2 separate regions of the Mus musculus genome follow, and region 1 is linked to region 2. Evidence: chromatin contacts called from public Hi-C data. All regions are on one chromosome and are shown on one strand. Each heading gives the region's core, a stretch centred on a gene start, on an enhancer-like site or on the middle of the called end of the contact. The rest is flanking DNA. Distances are from core to core; before and after follow the strand shown.

Evidence for each region. Hi-C and Micro-C count contacts between places; a contact is called where the count stands out from the background.
Region 1: a contact with region 2 is called in a Hi-C map of B cells, with 7 read pairs. The contact joins the promoter of Abitram here to the promoter of Tex10 in region 2. A contact is called at or near these places in 2 of 484 Hi-C or Micro-C datasets (B cells and embryonic stem cells).

The regions. Positions count from the first base shown.
Region 1 is chr4:56,798,452-56,804,027 of GRCm38.p6, reverse strand. It overlaps Abitram (actin binding transcription modulator), which reads right to left and starts at 1,699. Exons shown (of 6, transcript NM_001081420.1): 1 at 1,302-1,699; 2 at 381-432. The coding sequence starts at 1,416. Elp1 (elongator complex protein 1) reads left to right here and starts at 1,697. Exons shown (of 37, transcript NM_026079.3): 1 at 1,697-1,869; 2 at 3,891-4,053; 3 at 5,218-5,370. The coding sequence starts at 3,904.
Region 2 is chr4:48,470,281-48,476,407 of GRCm38.p6, reverse strand. It overlaps Tex10 (testis expressed gene 10), which reads left to right and starts at 2,945. Exons shown (of 15, transcript NM_001355740.1): 1 at 2,945-3,142.

The DNA of each region.
Region 1 (5,576 bases), core at 450-2,949, 8.3 Mb before region 2:
CTTTGCTGAGACTGGAGCCTAAGTGTAGCACGGGGAGCTTAATAACAAGAGGAGAAAGGAGAGTTGAATCTCCTTCCCGGGAAGGGAAAAGTACCACAAGACTTTAGTAAGCGGGGATAGCAGAGAAGCAAGGCAAGACTGTGTACACAGAGCATGACATATGCCTCCACAAGGAACCATTCCTTAGGTCCAGCAGTACAGTGGTTGGTGCAGGTTGGCCAAACAGTATATGACTGAACAAGACTTGCCAACACACTCCTATAACACCGTTTCAACACCACAGAAGACAGTTTCATGAATGCTCATACCCGACCCAAGACCGCACCAGGCTAGCTACCAGAAGGAAAGTGTTGATAGTTTAAGATTCCCGGTTTGCTTACCGGTTGGAGTGCTGGAGTATACAGTGGTCCTCACAGGGTTTTCCTTTAACATCTAGAGGAATAAATGAGTCGCAGGTTGTTGAACTGGCATTTACCACGTGATTACCTCCTTTGGTTCATGAAGATTGTTCATTGCGAAGCTGAGCACAGTGGGCAAAGTAAATAAAGGCTATGAAGTATTTTAAGTGGCCTAATTTACATAGAATCCTTTACTCAGTGTTAAGGCAGGTAACATTCTTAGCTCCTCCATCTTGTCACTTTAAAATGAGTACACCTAGAGAAACACTATTATAAGCGCCACATTGCTGACATTATGGTGGTGTTTTGTGAGGCTGTCTTGATGGTATGCAAAAATCACACGTTTTTTTTTAAATTCAGTCCTAAAGAGAATTTAGGATGCTTATCCTAAATATTATATGTGGGTCTACCGGTTTCCCTGAATTTAAAAAGGCTAAAATAGAGGCTAGAGGAGGATCCCCAAAGGTGGTATCGGTATTTTCTTGGCAGAACGAACACCAGAGAAGCCTATTTCAAACGTCCAGTGGACAATATGCACAGTTTCTTCTTAACACTAGATACTGCTTCCTTAACATTTCTTAATTTTTCTCTCCATGCCTAAGGTTTCTTCCCGGTTCGGCGTAGGATTGATCCCTCCAAGCACACCAACCCTTAGTAGTGTGGGGAAAGCCCAGATAGACCAACGCGGAGTTCCTTAGTTTAGTTCACGTCCTTTCCTGCAAACAACCCACACATGGCGCTGCGGTTCCCACGAAGGAAAGCGCCTATTTTAGCTCTTCATCAGCGCAAATCTGTATTCCTGGGACTAGGATGCTCAGGGAAGAGCACGGGTGGCTTGCATCGCGTGGCAGAAGTGCCTGCACCCGTGCGGTAAAGCGGAGCTCACCACCATCCCGCACTTACCCGCTTTATACCAGCGAGTGAAGTATCGATCCACAAGGGAGGGTGGCGGGGCTTCGGTAGCTATGACTACCTCTGGTGGCGCCAGCTTGGCTTCGGGGCAGCGGAGCTCTTCCATCCCTCTAGTCCAGGAGCGTAGTTCCGGCGCGTGGGAGCCGGTTGGTGTCGTGCGCACGCGCGCGACTCCCCGGCTGGCGGCCAAACTCCCTCCCCGACCCCAGTCACCTGTGATCCTGGGCCAAAGCCCAACTGTGGGGCAAAAACAACCGGGTGTCAAAGAGCTGAGGGACAGCAGACAGCAAGGTCCTGCCTCTGCCGGGTGAGGGCTCCCCGATCCCCTGGACCCTCTGAGCACCCTCGAGCTCCTGAGGAGGCGCGTCTGGCCACACCCACCCGGTGACGTCACTCAGCGCGCCTCGCGGGTGACGCCACGTCCGCGCCGCCTTTCTGGTGCTACCTGGCGTGTTTCGCCCTTCAGTGGATCGTGTTTCTCGTCTCCCGTGTGCATCGGCGGTTCCTTTCCAAACCCAGTGCGCCGTGAGGGCTCGGAGCCGCCTCGAGGGCGTCGTAGGTGAGCATTCGCCCGTCCCAGTCCGAGCCGCTGTGTGCGGCCTGGTCTTGCTGTCCAGGGCTGTTCTGGTGCAGGGGAGATGCACGCGCTTCTGCCTGCGCGCGCCGGCGGGCCGGGCGTGGACCTCTTCTTTCTTCGAGTTTCGGATGCTTTCTGTACACGTTTTCCCCGGGGCCGTCTTGGGGCGCTGCGAGGGATGAGGGTCCGGTACCCCAATTGCGGGTTTCCTTGTAGCGTGTAGATAAAACCTCTACCAGCTTGTCGTGGAAGGTGATAGGTAAATAGAGGCCTCTGTGCTGTGCTGCGGGTCCCTTCTCGCTCGCATTTGGGACTTTTCTATGAAGTAGTGTATCTCGTGCTTCCCTACCTGGTGTACCTAAGCCGGGATTTCTGTGATGGCTGTGATTTTATAGTCTTTTGTCTTTAGGGCCTAACATTTGGCAAGGTTTTGTTGTAAGTCACATAACGGATCTTAGGTATTGTGTAAAGGATTCGTTTGCGTATTGAGAACCATGATATATAACCAGCAAATATCTCGATGTGTAAGTGAAAGAAAAAGAGACAAAGACAAATTTTAGTTTGTGGAAACAGAGATGACAATAAGTCCCAAGCCAGGATGAGCTATTATTTGATAAGAGATCAGCAGGTTCTCTGTTTTTCAGGTTGCATTTCATATGCTTGTAAGGGTCAGCTTATGATAATATCAGGATTGATTTTAATGTGAGTTTAATGTTTAGTTTGGTCTTGTTCATTTACAAGGTATATAGGTTTATCTAATCTTCCCTTTAGTGAGCTACCAAGCCTGAAGGTAGGGGAGAAAGTGGATCAATGGTCAGAATTTTGGGACATGATCAAAGTTGTATGAAAGCACCTCTTAGAACATGTGTGGGTGGAGTCAAGGGAGGTGCAGTTGGAGGTGCCAAAGGAAGGCTGTTAGCAGATTATGATCCTAGAAACATTTGGAAGATGTTTCCTAACTTTGAAAGCATTGAGAAAACTACAGGACTGTGTAACTCCAAAAAGTTAAATGAGTGAGCAGTGTCAGAATGACAATTTAGAGAAGTCGGTTTTCATGCTAAAAGAATTGGGGCATTAGAGAGATTAATGAGTTTGCCTTTTTACCAAGTGACCATGGAGGCCAGAAGAAGGCATGGGGTTCCCTGGAATTGGAGTTATAGATAGTTGTTATCTGCTGTGTAGGTGTTGGGAACTGAACTCAGGTCCTCTGGAAGAGCAGCCAGTGTTCATTAACCTCTGAGCAGTCTTTCCAGACCTGAACTCGGTAATTCTTTTAAAAACTCAGATTGCCTTGCTGTGTTTTATCAGTCAGGGTCCAGTAGAGGCCAGACAGTATTTCAGCAGGATTATTATGAAGAATTACTTAAACTGCTATAGGAGGAAGAAAAAGAAAAAATGAAAAACAAGTAATTTGGAAGGCAAGTGGAAGGAAGCAGTTCCCATGGGTAGGGAGCAACACTAGGGCAGATTTTGGCATCATCAGGACCCAACACCTCATAGAAAGGCCCTGTAACACTGGGATTAGACTGAGAATGAGGCTCAGAAACTCAGGATGAAGCCTGGGGCTGGATTTCTGTGTCTGGGGATACAGCGTGCCTGATTAATGCTCCTACCTCTGGAGTGGCAGTGATGAGGCTGGCCCTGGTAGTGCCAGCGTACAGGTTCATGGAGAGGGATGTCGGTCATGGTAATTGGATCATGGCAACATTTGGTCATAGCATATGCTATAGTTATCATTTGATGATGTCTTCAGGTTTAACATGTTGTAAATTAACCTGCAGATTAGCCCCACGTAAAGCTAGATGCTTTAGGAAGCGAGAGTGTAGCCGTGTATGTGCTGGTGTGTTCACATTAAATAGTACTCCCTATTCCGTTAACCACTTTTCTCCTTCCTGAACCCTTCTCAATGTGAGGGTGGCCATTTATCTCTGTTACCGTAGTCCTTTCTCTTTTAGCACTTAATGTTTCATTGAGGAAAATTTGTTTTTTTTTTTTTCCCTCAGAAATTGCTTCATCATGAGAAATCTGAAGTTGCATCGGACCCTGGAGTTTCGGGACATTCAGGCACCAGGGAAACCTCAGTGTTTCTGTCTGCGAGCTGAGCAGGGCACGGTGCTGATTGGCTCAGAACGTGGACTGACGGAAGTAGATCCTGTGAGAAGAGAAGTAGGTCACTGATGCAGATGCCAGCCCCTGCCTTGGCCCTGCACTTGTCTTCTTCCAAACCTCCTTCTCCACGTTAGTCCCCTTAAGATCCAAAGTAATTCACGTATTCCGGAATAGTTGGTCTCTTTGCTTTGTGTAGATATGGCTTACTAGATAGAACTTTTAACTCTGCTAATTTTGTAAGCTAAGTTGGCAAAGCTCTGACCATATATTTTATGTGGGTACCTCACATTTCACCCTGTCTACTGTGAATTTATATTAGTGATCAATTAGAAATCTACATGAATATTGTCCATAGAGCTTTTACATTTTATTCATTTTGTGGTGCTGCAATTTGAAGCCCCCTACCTGAGCCTTGTAGAGTCTTTTAAATATGTTGGACTTCTAATCCAAACTGGTTAAAGTCCTAGTTCTTAGGGTTAGAACTGACCATGGCTATTTCTGAAAATTGTAAGTGGATTCTGATATCTTCCCTTGAGTATTTCTTGCTGCTCATGCGTTTTATTTAGGTGACTGACTGTTGTTGCACACGTTGTAGAGATGATAGGCAACTGAATGAGGGGCTAGACGTGTTCACAAGGAGTCAAAGCCCTGAGTTTGATCTCCCATTGGAAAACAGATGTGACTAAAGGGCGCAGCCATTAGCTGCATTTTTACAGGATATTTTTAAACAGAACATAATTTGGTTTTTGTTGTTGTTGTTGTTGTTGTTTTGTTTTTTTGTAGAGGGGATTTATTAGGTATTTCCTTGTTAAGACAATAGCATTGCAATCTTTCTAAAATGAAAGTTTGAGTTTTAATCTAGGGGAAATACTCGGAAAGTTTATGTTATAAAAGAATCATTAAGGTCTGAAGAGATGGTCAATGGTTAATAGTACTGGCAACTCTTAAAGGGAACCCCAGTTCAGTTCCCAGCACCCATTTGGCAGCTTACAACTATCTACAACTCCAGTTCCAGGGAATCCCACACTATCAATGGGCTTCCGCGGGCACCAGGTACACACATGGTCCACATGCATACATGCAGGCAAAATATCCATATACATAAAATAAAAATAAGTAAATCTTATATATAAGAAGAATTATTAGGAAGACTTTATTTCTGAAACTATGATGACTCTTGAATGTAAACACTGATTTGCTTATGCGTATGCTTTGTGAAAGGTGAAGACTGAAATTTCTTTGGTGGCAGAAGGTTTTCTTCCAGAGGATGGAAGTGGCTGCATTGTGGGTATTCAGGACTTGCTGGATCAGGAATCTGTGTGTGTGGCCACCGCCTCTGGGGACGTCATAGTCTGCAATCTCAGCACACAGCAGGTAGGTGTAAGGCCTGGGAGGAGGAGTACCAAGTACCCTCGGCTGAGCCGGGTGTGACATTAAAACATTTAAGTTAAAAACAGTTTAGTCTACTGCATCCATTAATCAGACAGTAAAGTTGGGACCTTACATTTTAAATTAGAACTTAAAAATTGAATGAAAACTAATTGTTCTTATGGTGTGCTACCTTTTATCTGAATTTCTCA
Region 2 (6,127 bases), core at 1,696-4,195:
TCTCTCTCTTAGTCTGAAGAGCAATCAACATTGTTGATGTCTTGATTTCTAGTGACTCCAGTCTCCAGAACTGAAGGCCAATGTATTTCTATTATTTTAGCCAATTGGTTTTGTAAGGGCCAAAGAAATGAACACTTGTGTGGCCAATTAGCGAGTGTTAGGAATACACTCCTCTTTACATTCTAGAATGCCTGTTTACTGTAAACAGTGCTTTTCTGGCCTAGGTCAAGAAATCTTGCTAATTAGTATTGTTATGTAACAAAGATCTCTAAGTAGATATTCCTTGTAATTGTAGAATTTGTCACTTACAAGTTGAGAAGTCCAGTCTTTATGCTCACAGTTTTCATGTTTTAGAGTAGAGACAATAAACTAGCAGCCTGTTCATAACTGTTTTGTTGGCACACACAGTTTTAAAACTCAGGGGGAATGTTATCTGTTTGGCAATTGTGTCAGTCACTTTTTATGGCTCTGACAAAAACCACCTGAGATAAACAATTTAAAAGAGGAAAGATTCACTCTGGTTCATGGTTTCATAGGGTTCACTTCATGGCCAACCGGCTTTGCTGGTTTGGCCCTGTGGCACCTAGAAAAGACAGGCTCACTTTGAAGTGGCCGAGAAGGAGAGAGAGAGAGAGAGAGAGAGAGAGAGAGAGAGAGAGGCATACTCAAAAGGGCCAGGAGCGCTTCACCCCCACCAGCCTTTCCTTCTAACCAAAACTACTTCTTATTGCTTATTCAGTCTGAACTTATCAATGGTAAGCTAATTAAATCATCCATGGAGTTAGCGTCAATCACCTCTCAATGGTGTGGTTAGCTGGGGACCAACTTCAAATCCAAAGAACACTACCCATATTTAAAGACTAGATTTCTTATAAACATTTCTGGGGGTTTAATTTTGCTCTGCATTCCTTCAGGGTAAATATTGCCCATTGTTCGAAAGTGACTGCTTTTTTTTTTTCCCACACCATTAATATTTATATTAGCCACACACAAAGCCACCAGGCCTGCTTTTCTCTGAGTCTATAATCTCTGTTCTACACCAAAATAGGAAACAAAAGAACTATGGCTGAACATTACCAAATAGCATGTGTTTTGTTGATATTTATTGTGGGCCTACTATGCTCCATACACTATTTTAGGTATTTAGGATATAGACTGAACCAAACAGAGGTGCAACATGAAACATATATTTTAGTGGTGAGTGAGGGGGACAGGTAGTAAGCGGTATGTAAATTATACAGTACATTAGAAGGTGGTACACCCTAAGAAAGAAAAATGTTGAGCAGAGGAAGGAAATGTCTATATGTAGGACAATATGTTATGATTTTTAATTCAGGCCACCAGGATAGGCATACCTTGAAGGTAGAAGATGTTTGAGCAAATTCAAGTGAGGGAAATTTGTCCAGTGGATTTACTGGGTTGTGTACTTCAGGCAGATAGGAATATAAAGAAAAGGTCTAACTAGAAAGATAAAGGGGTACACGTCTCTTGTATTTAAGGAGAGCAAAGAAGTGAAGGTCACAGGAACAGAGAGAAAAGGGAACATAGCAAAACAGTGCTCAGAGGACTGCAAAGGACTGTTCCAATATGGTAGGATTTGAGGCCATCAGAAGGACTCTAGATTTGGGGGGGTAAGTGACATGGGGAACCACCGAAGAGTTTTATAGTGACATGCTTTGCCATATATAAAAAAATATTCCGAGAACTGCTCTGCAAATGTTAGACTGTATGGGGTCTAAGATGGAGAGAAATGTGTTCCCGGCTCTTTCCTCTGATCGGGGTGATGTGGACCTTGAAGGTAGCCAGGGAGATGGTGATTAATAGTGGAAGTCAGAGCCAGCTGGTTTTTCTCCTGGGTTAGAAGCCACATGGTCTCAGAAAGATGCCAGCTTTTAAGGTTTGGCTTGAGTAACTGGCAGGATGGGATGCTATTTAAGGTGAAGAGGTTGTAGGAAAATATTTCAGAATGGATGTGCAGAGTTATCTTTTAGTCCTTGTTGATACTGAGATAGATATACATTGCAAAGCTGAAGGGAGAAGTTCTGAATAAGCTGGTAGCATTTTGGAGTTTAGGGGGCATATCTAGGTGGCATAAGCCTTTATAATTTTTTTTTTATTTTATAGTTTTACATATAATGTCATCAACTCCCAAGGCAGGTGCGGTGGGGGAGGGGAGGTTGTCTGTGTGGTGGCTTTTTGGCTTTATTCTTTATTCATTAACACAGAGGAGGTGTGACCTTAATTCTGATGCTTGGGTCTCCTGAATTTAGTTATTATCGTTTTATCCCTACTTCGTATATTGAACCTCAATATAAGGTATTAGGCTTTTCTAGTTCTTATATGTAGGAAGCTGCAAAGACAAATTTGACTCTAGGCTGACACTCTATCTGTATGCTTTTCCTTATATGTGGCTAAGTCAATCTTTAGATGGTTTTGTTTTCAAGATTTCTTTCTTCACATCTTCTTTGTAGGCATTTTAATGTCTCAAATTTCTCTAAATCCACTTACTTTGATTAGTAGAAGTTAATTATATGCTGAAAATGTTGAATTGGGGAAAACCCTGTCCTAGGTTTCCGGGACTCTGCCACAAGGTATAGTTTGTAACCTCTTAGCATTTGTCTATTTGCCTTTAGTCCAGGTTACCCTTCCCAGAAATGCTATCTTTGCTGTCCGAAACTTTTTCCTTCCTCAATTAAGCTCAGTTTATACTTTTCTCTAGCTCCAGGTTTGAAGAACTGAAGTCCTTGGGGGGAGAAGACCGCCTTTCAAGCTGTAACCAGCCAACATCCTCCAAGCCAAGGATGCTGGAAGACCTGACTCGGCTTGCTGGACCCTAGACCCTCCTCTCTTTCCTCCAGCTTCCGGCGCAGCCCCTCTTAGAGGGGGCGTGGCGTGCAAATCTGGACCCGCCCTCCGGCTGCGCGCGATTGCGACCTGCGGTCACGTGAGCGCGGCGAGGGAGGGCCCCCACTTCCGGGCGGCGGAAGGAGACGCGTCCGCGTGAGGACGAGGCGATTTGAAAACACGCTCTGGGAGCGAGCGGAAAGCCTGCGGCCGGCGGTTCACGGCGTGCTCCTGCGGGGCTTGACGGTCGCTCGCTCTCCGCCGCGTCTCCGCGTTCCGGGTCCGTCCGGGCTCTCAGGTGAGCGGCGTCTGTCTGTCCTGCACGGCTCTTCTGGGGCGCGGACACGCGAGGCCCAGGCGGAGGGACGGACTGTGGCGGCGGGTAGGGCGGCCGGGGTCCTAGCTGTCCCCCCACCCCGAGCGTGAGAGCCGGCCGAGGGGCTTCCGAAACGCCTCAAGCGGCCGCGGTCCGATTCGGAGGCTCGGCGGGTGTTAGGCCGGCGTGTGGGGGTCGGGCCAGAGACTCCACTCGACGTCCACTGAGGTATAGGAACCATGGTTTTTCTTTGGGAAAAAAAAAAAAAAAGACAAACGGAGTTTCCATTTTTGGTGTGCGAGCTCGAAAACGGGCGGGCGGATCTGATCGCTGCCCTCCTCCCCCTCCCCTTGACGGAGGACCCTCTCTTTCTGCCCCCTCGAATTTGGGGAACTTTGGAGACGCGAAGGGTTGGAGAGAATCACCGTAGGCCAACTGCTGCAATGCTTACTTTCTCTCCTTGATTTCTTCCTTTCTTTTGGAGAGCGGGAATAGTTGGAAATAAGGAGGAAAGGTAATGGGCTGGCCGCAGGGCAAACTACTTGGGAGTCTGCTTAAGTTGCAGTCTTTCTTCCGCTCAGGTTAGCATTAAGACTGACCTGCAGCAGGCATGTGTATGTGTATGTGTATGTGTATGTGAGTTTTCAAGCTTACCAAAAAGGTGATCAAGTCCAGTGAGAGCTCAGGCTCCGAGGCTGGAGTTAGCTTCCTTGTACTATCTACTGCTGTAAAAGTGGTCTAGTCTAGTAGAGCTATTTGACTTCCAGTGTTACGAAAATCTTTAAATGGAAATAATAGCAGCATCTAATGGAACTTTAACCAAGTTCCTAGTGGGAAAAAAATTGTCAGTATGTTTCTGTAAATAATTGTCGAGATTTAAAAGTTATTAGCCCTCATAATTTTCCTAGCAGACTGATGAGAGTGTACTTGAAGTGATACGGCACAACTTACTGAGAATGAGGTCTGATGTAGATTGCTAGAGACAGACCGACCGACCCATCATCACACGTGAAAGAGTGCCTAGAGGATAATGCAAGATGTCACAGGGTCAATTTTTCTTTCTTGTGAACCGTTTTCTTTTATCTCTGGAAACACTACTGATAAAATTGTAAGAAAAAACTTACAGAGTATGCTTGCTTAATAGGTAAAAACCAGCTTTGTATTAAAAGGGATGAGTCCCGGGGCTTTCTGGGTGTGTGAGGCTTGTATGTTTGGTAGGTGTTGGTCCTGAGGCTGACTAACACATGCATGTGTGCTTGAAACAACTGTCAGCTTACAGCTCTGGGTATGGTAAGCATGGACAGGGCAATTACTTATTTAATCTGGTAAAATCTGGTAACTGTACCTTGGCTTATAGATACATAACCACAGTAGAAAATATGTTTGGATAAGAATCACACCGATTCTAGAAATAGTTTTTTTTTTTAAATGGAGATGGTATTTTGCTGTATTGATCAGGTTCCTCAAAGTGCCTGAGCTCAAGCAGTCTTTCTGCAGGTCTAGTATTGACACAGGCAAATGCACTGTGCTCCCTTTAAAGCCAGCTCTTAGCCTCTTGTGTAGTAGGCAACTTCTACTTAAGGGGTCCTAAGGTCATAAATCTATGAATTTGGATATGCTGTCTTAGCAGAATTCATTCATTCATCCATTCATTCTATCAGCACTGTAAACTTTTATTTATTTACTTTTAAATCTCCCATGTGTAGCATTATGACTTTATGACCTAAGGTAATTCTGTTAGACCAGAAGTGCTCAACTGGGTGTGCAGTGGAAGACAGAATTTATTATTTTTGAAGAATGTGAAAGGAGCTTTAAGAAAAGCTGGAGAGGGTTGTGGGAGCCACCTGAGTGCCTGCCGAGGCTTGGTGCCTTGGCATGGTTAGGGAGTGCCCCATTTATAAAGAATAAGAGCAAGGAAAGCTCCCTGTCCTTGTCACATCTGTGTGTAGAAAGCTGTCTGATGACCATGGCCAGGGGCTCATAGAGGAGACAGTGTAGACAAAGCATTTACCAGTGGGAAGCTTGAGTAGTAATCGGGTAGAAATAAGGACTATTTAAAGCCAGTGACTTTGGAATGGGCAGGAAGCATGCAGATTAAAGGGTTGGTGAGCAAGAAAATTGGAATGGAAGGTGAAAGAATGTAATGGAGAATGAAGAAAAGTACAAGGTGATCTGGTTGTGCTTGAGTTGTTTACTTAGTGGCCTGACTAGTCCTTTTCTTATTCCTCTTAAATCACATTTCCTGTTATCTTGTTGCTTACCTTTGGGGTGGGGGAGGGGTGCAGAGGGTGGATACTGTTTTGTTTTTTTGTTTTTTTATTTACGACTATAACGATGAAAATGTGCCTTTATTTCTGTCCTTAGCAGGCATGTTCCCACTCCTGACCTTTACCTGGCTTTCTTGCTCATAAGATACTCATTCTTCCTTACTGCCTGCTTGGGTCCTACCTGTTCTGTTCTGTTTTGATTTGATTTGTTGTTTGATTGGTTTGTAGCATCTAGCTTTGATTCATGAAACTTAACCTAATTATCTCTTTCATTAAAAATAGCAAAATTTTCACACTTTGTTAAATCCTGAGTACTGTGCATTTCTAACAGAAGTGTACCTGTGGTATGTTCCAGAGTGGGGAAAAAAACCAAACCAAACCAAACAAAAAGAACACCAAAAAATTTCAGGTTTCTGTGTAGCACACTGACAATTTCTTTTTTCTTTTTTTTTCTTTTTTTTGGTAAGACAGGGTTTCTCTGTGTAGCTCTGGCTGTCCTGGAACTCACTCTGTAGACCAAGCTGGCCTCGAACTCAGAAATCTGCCTGCCTGTACCTCCCAAGTGTTGGAACTGAAGGCGTGTGCCACCACTGCACATTGACAATTTTATATGGTTCAGAAAACCTTGCAAAGAAAGAATTTTGTTAAAGAACAAGATTCTTTCCTTTTTTTTTTTTTTTTGTTGTTGTTGTTAATGACT